2 separate regions of the Mus musculus genome follow, and region 1 is linked to region 2. Evidence: chromatin contacts called from public Hi-C data. All regions are on one chromosome and are shown on one strand. The core of a region is the stretch at or near the end of the contact, and the rest is flanking DNA. Distances in the headings are between cores, read along the strand shown.

Region 1 (4,122 bases), core at 234-2,733, 760 kb after region 2:
TGGTTGCAATTTTTTAAGTAGTCATGCACAAAATAATAATAATAGTAATAATAATAATAATAATAATAATAATAATAATAATAATAATAATAAAAATTAGGTATACAGTGAAGGTCAAACTTGCCCCAAGAAACTTGATGCTCATAAATCAGCTGGAAGCAGCATAACGATAATGTTACCCCACTTTTTCCCTCTGTCCTTTTTTCTCTTCTATCTAGTGTTAGGGGGTTGAAAGGGCAAAAGAGGTGGAGAAGGGCAGAAGAATGAAGAATCCACAAGGTAGCCACAAGAATGGCCTTCCATGCTGTTTGGACAATAGACAGAAGAGGCATCAGTTGGACCTGCTGGGATGCAGCAGTAGATGTTTACCAATCCTGTAGAAAAATGCCACAGGAATTATGGGCCACTATGAAAGGATGGACTTACAAATCTCAGTGCCACATACAGCAGCTAGGGTGATGACCAGAATCAACATGCGTGAGCACTGATGATACACTGATGTATTGGGTTAGCTTGCTCAGAAGTAGACCCAAAGGTGGAGACTTATGCTTAGTGATTTATCAAAGAATAGCTCTCAGGGGAAGTGGATAGTATGGAGCAGAAGGACAGGAAAAGGAAGGAACTCAGCCAGAATGCCACCTCAGGTAAAGTCTTGGTGGCTGGCTCTGGCCTGACCCCAGAGAGGACTTGAGCTATGCTCCTGTATGCTAAATCACCACAGAGCCACTCATCTCCAAGGCAAGGAAGCTAGGCTGTCTCTGTATACTCTTTGGCATATTCTTTGGTATGGTCTGAACAAATTTCCTGATTTCATGTATTGGAAACTTAATGCACACGATCTTATGGTAAGGATAGTTACGATGTTTGCATTTGAGAGATCATGGAGCTGTGAGGGCTTAGCTCATTAATGGATTGGCTCAGGAGTGGCTTTGTTGAGGAAGCAGACTCTGCAGCAAGTGCTTATTCTGTTTTGCCTCATCCCCTTTTACCAAGTCACTACAGGGCAAGAAAAGTCTTCACCAGACAACATGAACGTTCTACCTTTGAAACAGTGAGCTAAGTAACTGTTCTTCATAAAGAACCCAACCTCTAGTATTGTGTTACGGTGATAGACAAGTCATTGGCTAAGGATTTTAGTAGGTAAGCATCATTACCACGAAGTTCTGCAGTTTGGCAAAGATGGTTCCAGTAGGTTGTGATTGCTAGAGATTGGAAACAAACAGTAGAACCCCAGAAGCTCATAAATAGAGGCGTCTGCCCACCACACTGACCTCATCTGCTGCAGCTGCCTTCGCAAGGGGCCAACTTTCACTTTGTTTGTCCTCACCCTCACAGGATCTCAGAATATTCAGGAAGTCCTGTTGCACCCCCTGGAGCTTCTGCAGCTAATCTAGCCTAGGATTCTCTCAGTGATGTACTTCTGTACACCGTGAAACTTTACGATAGGGCTAGGGTGACCTCCAGTGGTTGGTCTGGATCCAGCACACAGGGCTACATTTCCAAAGGAAACCAGGTACGGTTGTCATGGAAGCATCCAGACTAGTTACTCATGGAGCCTCCATTTCGTCTCTTCCCATCAAGGCATGATATTTAAATCTGCCTGACACCTGGCACAGATAAGAGGTATTAATATGCCTTTGCTGCAGACCTTAAAAATAAATTTGACAGATTTGAAAATCCGCATGTTAGGGGAAAGCGGATGGTTCTCTTTCAAACCCATCTTGCCTGTTTCCTTTTGATATGGAGCCCTGCAGAGTTTATAATTTGTTTGAGTTGGTTTAATTCATTTCTAGAAAGCAGCAATAACACCTTGCGCTCAGAGTGGTAGCTTGTCTGGAGAACAATTAACACGGCTCCTGGTGTCTTGGATGGCTCTGCGGGGTGGCTCCAAAAGACAACATTTGTCATTTGAGCCATAAAGCAGGGGTGGGAGGCTGAGATCTGAAGCCAGATGACCAGCTTTGTGACGGTCTGTAAGCGTGCTCATGACATTCTGCTGGAATATGGCTAGTGAAAACCATCCCTTTATTTTCTACTTCAGGGAACAACATAGTTCTTAACCAAAAGTTATTCTGACTCATTACGGCCAGTAGCATTTGGAAACTTTCAGGCGTGGCTGGAGGAGACTACTAACATTCAGGAGCAAGAGCCAGGGATGCTGCTAAACCTCTATGGTTGATGGTGCTAAAGACAGCACCCCATCAGTGGGTACTCTGAACCCCTGTGTGAGCAGCACCGAGTTGAAAGTAACCTACACTAAAAGGTGACATGAATAATCAGTTGGTGAATTTGGAAAGAATGACAAATACCAGGCAGGCCTAACCAATTATCCAGGTAGGTATGTTTTGTAAGTCCTTTTTTTTTTGTAACGAGTCATTAGGTAGAGCCAAAACATGAAAAATAGGATTCTGCAGATTCACTGTCGCACGCTTATCATATACACAGCTTGCAACCCAGACAGAACTGCCACCTGCCATCAGCAACATATGGAAGAGCACCCACGAACCCTTTTCTCTATTGTTCCCAACACCTCACCCCTTGCTGCTTTTCTCCTGGTTTGACATCTCTCCCAGAGCCATCTCTAACACATCAGCTCCACGGGGGCTCCGGGCTGGTGAAGTACTGACACATGATGGGGTCAAAAGGGTTCCTTGCATTTCTTCTGGAATCTATTTCCCATCTCCTCCAAGAGATAGCCTAATTGCCTTTCAAACAGCTATCATGCCCTCTTTGCTTTACGACTTCTTCCTGAAGATGATTACAATGTCTTCTTACTTTTCAAATAAAAATAGCACTTCCTTGCCCCTCTGTAATGTGTGCATTGTCGACTTCAATAACACCAGCTGTCTCTTCCGGGCTTGTCTTTCTGTTTTCCTTTATACCACTTTCTCTGCTATCGTCATCCTGTCTAACCTTTCTCTGAAGATCTTCCTACGCACATCATTATATTTAGAGGGTCTTTGTGCATTTGTGGACACAATTAAAATTTAAACATTGCACACTGGTTCAATGTTGACACTGCTTTTTTGCTTAGAGAGAGCAATTGTTAAATATTAGTATAAACTGTGCAATATACACTGCAGCACAGGCTTCAGTTCTGGGAAAGGAAGAAGTGTATCAACCAATTTTCATATATGAGAAGCGCAGATTCAAGAGATATGTAGCTGGGCATGGTAATACACCTGTAGTCTTATCACTAAGGAAGTTGAGGCAGGAGGATTTTGACTTTGATACAGCTTGAACTACACAGAAGGATACTTTCAGGGACTGGGAGAGGGAGCAGAAGAGGAAAAGGGAGAGAGAGAGAAGGGGGAGGAGAGAAGGAGGGGGAGAGTGGGAGGGAGAGAGGGAGAGGGGGAGGGCTAGAGGGAGAGGGGGAGGGAGAGGAGGGGAGACCTAATGCCTATTTTGAAATGTGCTGCTTTTTTGTATACTCAAAGCATATAGGATAAAAGCTGAATAAAACCTACTCAAGCTTTGCTCTAGATTGGTACTGTTCGTAGCTTGAATTAAGCTTGCATGATATTTTAAACTTGCTGTTGAATTTAAATTTTAACAAATTAACGTCTCATGTCCTCATGCAACGTTGTTTTGTTTTCCAGAATGAACCCTGAGAGACAGGGGCTGTGAAACTGTAGAGCATTTTAAAAGTTGGAAGTTGGGTTAGGGCTCTGTGTGTCCTACATTTACCAACTTCTCCTGTCCCGAGACTTGGGGGAGGGAGGGAGGGCAGATAAAGAAGACATCCATAGGGTGAAAGAATCCATAGGGTGAAAGAATCCAGTGGGTTGTAAAGTAGCACCTTGACCATTAGGCAAACACGCAAAAGCCTCCATCTCTCAATCCAGGGCTACTGTAGAGAAGGGTAGGCTAGAGAACTTGGCTTAGTCTGGGAAGTGTATATGGGATTTCCCAGATCTTAATTGCTTATTCTAGGTCACTTGATCTATAGAACATAATTCAATTGGCCACAAAGATCAATGATTGGTCCCACTGACGTTATATGAAAAATGTGAAAAGATAGAGAGAATAGTAGTTGTATGGATACTCAGTCCACACCACTGTGTGTGTACCTAATGGTCCATCGGGCCATTCAAGTTTACCTTTTTAAGGTAGCCAATC
Region 2 (4,365 bases), core at 171-2,670:
AGAAAAAAAAAAAAAAATGAAGTCTAATTTCCAGACCTGACTCACCCAATGCCAGGGGCATCTTATAATTTCAGAAAAATCCACAAGACAAAGGCTACAACATGTGTACATTTAGCCATCAAAGGGCCAATCAGTCTTGTCTTTGAGTGGCAGAGGAATTGGGCCCCAGGTTATCTCCACTCTGCTACAAGACAGTTTTTCATTCTATTCTGGGAGGAGGAAAATTGGATCAAAAAAAAAAAAAAATCCCAACTTTTGGACAAAAAAAAAAAATTAATCTGAGGAGATAGGAAGTGGGTGTGATACCTTTACCCATTCTGGATCTGACGGGGAATTCTTTTTCCTGAGTCCATTCCTTTCATGTAACTGAGAAACAGTTTACAGTCTGATCCATGAGCAGAGAGCCAATAAAAGACTCTTTCCTCCAGGTATTGCCCCTCTCATCAGGACTTAAGCATGAGTAAAAGACTACAGAACAATGCAAGGTCAGTCGCTCCCAAGCTTTTCTTGCATATACAGGCCATACCATAATACCCAGTGAAGACATAGGAGAAGAACACTGTTTATAACATGCTCCACACACACATGTGAATTGTGTAGTCTCAAAATCTGGCGACACCAAAGCTCTTCTTCTCTGGCCTCATTGAGCAGAAAATAAGCAATGGAGGACAAAAATGGGCTGAATCCACATTATTCTGGTAGTTCTGCTCGTGTTCATACATAGAAGGAAACGAGAGTCAGGAGAACAAAAGTGGTGTTACATTTACAAGCGTTTTAAAATAAATAAATAAATTAGAATTGGCGACATATGGTGTTCAACTTTCAAGAGCTAGCCTATTCAAAGTAAAATAGGTTTCTATCTAAGCCGTTCTCTTTGAGTCAGTTTGTCTTCCAAACTCAAGCATTTTTCTCGGCTGAATTTGAGGGGATTAGTTATTTTTAAAAAGAAAAAGAAAAAAAAAGAAAAAAAACAGAACTCAAAAGCCGAAGTGAACTTAGAGAGACACACATAAGCTGTTCTCCATATTGAGTCAACACCTGGGGCATTGATTTGAAAGCCAAATGCAGGCTGTTCATCTGCACTGCCAAGGATAACAGAAGCAACTGTCTCACTGTCACCAGAGAGAAAGAACCACGTCACTGGGGCTCCATCTGCAGCTGCCTTTCAGGACCAAAGATAACCAGGGAGGAAGGGGGGCGGGGGCGGGGGATGAGCTTTGTTGTGAAACTTGAGAGCCTTCCTCCTTTCTCCAGACCACCTACCCTTTCTCATTTAAAGTGAGTTTCTCCTCCAAGCCCACCAAATTCTCTTCCTTCCAAATCCATCCTCTTTGTGGCTCCCGTCTTCTGCTGGGCTCATTCAGCTAAGCACTGCTGCTCCTGCTGCTGCTACCCAGCTCCCAGAGCTTGTCTGGCTGGCCTTTCCCAGCATTCCAAGCGGTAATGGTCTCATTGACCCTGTAATTAAAGGAGTCCTCTGCCTCCCTACCCTGGCTGGCTGCCCTCCACCTCTCTTCTATTATTCTTTCCGTAAGACCACCAGCAGATGGATAGAGATTTTTCACCCTTTCAAAAGCTCTCTGTTTTTCCCATCTCATCAAGCATATCTCAGCCAAGCGTAATTAGCTTAAGGCTTTTGAGTCCTCACAGGAGATCTGTTAAAAGACCTGAGCAATTTCAATAAAGAACTTGAAACGCAAATCCTACAGGCTGTGCCTAACCACAGGAGAGCCACTATTATTTAGAAGCAGAGACCTCTCTCTTCCTCACATCCCTCTTTCTTCGGGGCAGGCATTTAAAAATTCTCAAGAGTATTCATGAGGCCTCCCTCCAGGGCTTTGGGATCTTTCGGACCTTTATTGGGTAGGTGGGATATTTAAGCTCTTTGTCTTCAGCAGGTCAGCCTTTGGCTCCTTTTAATTGATTTCAATCATGGGGTGCATTTTGGGGAGCCTTAAGATACCCCCAAATGGCCAACAGTTTGTTTGCTAAGTCTCTTAGACATTTCACTCAGCTTTTTTTTTAATCCCTTAGTCATTGGAAAATAGCTGGTGAGCTTCCTTTGTGGTTCAGAACGGTTGATAATGAAGGCTAAATTAATTAGCTGCAATTCAGATTTGCACCCTACCTTTGAGTGGCGGTGACCCTTGAATTGTGAATAGCCATATGTATTGCAGTGTTGATCCCATAGCCTTAGCCCTTTTTGCTCCCATCTATGGGAGAAAGCAAGCGTTTGAAACTTAAATTAAACTCTGTTCTCATTAAAATGAAGTGAAACAGAGCCTAAGTCTGTGACACTCATGCTGCGCATGGAATGCTGGAGAAGCCCAGCCTCACTAGGAGAGGTAATGTGTATCCCCCATGCCTTCCAGAAGGAGGCTGGAACTCGGGTGTCAGGTCTGAAGGGTCACAAGACAAGCAGGCTTCCCTCATTCGGTTGCCCATTACCAAGACTTGGGAGAAGAGACTTTCCTTTGTAAACTGCCATAAGAGGAATGAGCTGCAATGCTTGATTAGAAGGCCTTTTGTTGTCCTGGGTACACTAATCAGTTCCTCTTTGAGTGACAATGCAGGGATCTAGAGATATACCAATTCTGAAGATTGGCCAGACACATACACCGCAGCTGCAGAGGACACTACAGTCAGAACAGAGTAAGTCCCCTTTTAAAACCGGAATGTGCCTCTAGAGTGGGATGGGAAGTTGACTTGCCAGGCAGACTCCGAAGACTGAGCGATTAATTTACTGCTATCATCAACACATGACAAGGTCTGAAGCAAAACTTGACTTGCAGGAAGATGAACGCAGGATGAATGTTCTCAGTGGGTGTAACAAATAAAAATGTAATCTTTTATAGAGGCTTTTCATAAATGTTTTGCATTGAAGGATGGCTGATAATAGAGAACGATGAGGCTCCCCTCTAGTTGCTCGACTGTCTCAGCCGAGAGACACAAGTCATTCTGAGTCCCAGAAACTCAAAGGATTGTTACAGAGTGAATAAGACCGAGAGCGGAGAAGTCACTACCCACACAGCCTTCACTTCATAACAACAGTGATGCAGAACGATGATTAGTGGATGGATGCAGCAGTGTCCCCAGAATGCACAGGCAGTATCTCTGTGAGGTCCACAGGGCAGCGTGACCATTGCCAAAGTGCTCAGAACTAGTTTGTACCACTTTTTTTTTTTTTTTCAAAAAGCTGTGCTTAATCAGAGAAGTTTTGGGACCAGTCAATTACATTGTGAAATTTTTCTAAGATGCTGTATTGTAAAGTTTCAAAAACTTCAGGTGTGAAAAGGAAAATTTCCCTGGCTAGGGTCCTACATCTCTACTCATTGGTGAGGTGAGGACTGAGGCACATTGTGTAACTTTCTACATTCTTTCTCCCTTGGCCCAATATGTTTCCACCTTTCTCTGAGATGCTGCCCTATGTGTCGAAAACGGTATCGCAGTTCAGCTTAGCTCCTTTCAGAGATAGTAAGGAATGGAACTGCCTAGTTCCACACCTCGCCCTCTGAAGCCCCGGGACCCTGTGATTTTCCTTACAGATTTTCAATACGTATGGCATCTATCAAGGGGTGTGTGCAATGGAGAACTCATTGCTGTTCAGAGTGGGTCTTCCATCCTCAGATGATTTTCAGTATTCATCAGGAAGCTCAGCTTCTTTCCTGAAGCATCTGCTGATTCACCTCAGTTCTGCCGTGCAGAGGAGAGTAAAACAAACCGGGACACGTGGCAAAAGTCCCTGAAAACATCATCTTCCTGCCAGGCACTTAATTCATTTCTCCTTATTCCACACAGCTCTAACAAACGGTGCATGGTCTTCAAACACTGATTTTTCTTGGCTGTGCACTTTCCTATGCAAGCCAGATTTGCCAACTTCTCTCAGAACACACTAAAAAACTGTATAGATAGCCAAACTTACGTTGGTTATCAGAGCGATATGATGTAATATATGTAAAGTTCTACCAGTGGTGTAAGACACATGGTAAATGCTCATTCAGGACTAATTATTGTGGTTATCTCTGTTCTACATAGATGGCCATATACAAGTCAAGGGACAAAGTCACCTTTTTATTTAAACAGTGAGGAATTTAAGACTAGATCAAAGGTTACCTACTACCTCTAACTACTCAGCCAATATCGCCTAATCCAATGGGTCTCAACCCCTTTGAGGGTTGCATATCAGATATCCTGCATGTCAGATACTTACATTATGATTCATAAGAGTAGCAAAATTACAGTTATGAAATAGTGACGAAAATAATTTTATGGTTGGAGGAACTCCATTACAGGGTCACAGCATCAGGAAGGCTGAGAACCACTGCAATCCTTATAAGTGCTATGTGGGATGGTGAGGGTGCTGGG

The links. Hi-C and Micro-C count contacts between places; a contact is called where the count stands out from the background.
Region 1: a contact with region 2 is called in a Hi-C map of cortical neurons, with 4 times the contacts expected there. The contact joins two enhancer-like sites. A contact is called at or near these places in 2 of 484 Hi-C or Micro-C datasets (cerebral cortex and cortical neurons).

The regions. Positions count from the first base shown.
Region 1 is chr2:143,092,483-143,096,604 of GRCm38.p6, forward strand. No RefSeq gene overlaps it. Among named protein-coding and RNA genes, the nearest start is that of Otor, 16 kb to the left of the region's middle. Within about 2 kb of position 1,484, at least 14 of the 459 cell types and tissues checked have an H3K27ac peak or open chromatin away from gene starts, as enhancers often do. A contact at or near this core is called in cortical neurons, where this site is marked.
Region 2 is chr2:142,333,516-142,337,880 of GRCm38.p6, forward strand. All of the region lies in intron 16 of Macrod2 (mono-ADP ribosylhydrolase 2), which reads left to right. Among named protein-coding and RNA genes, the nearest start is that of Kif16b, 570 kb to the right of the region's middle. Within about 2 kb of position 1,421, at least 73 of the 459 cell types and tissues checked have an H3K27ac peak or open chromatin away from gene starts, as enhancers often do. A contact at or near this core is called in cortical neurons, where this site is marked.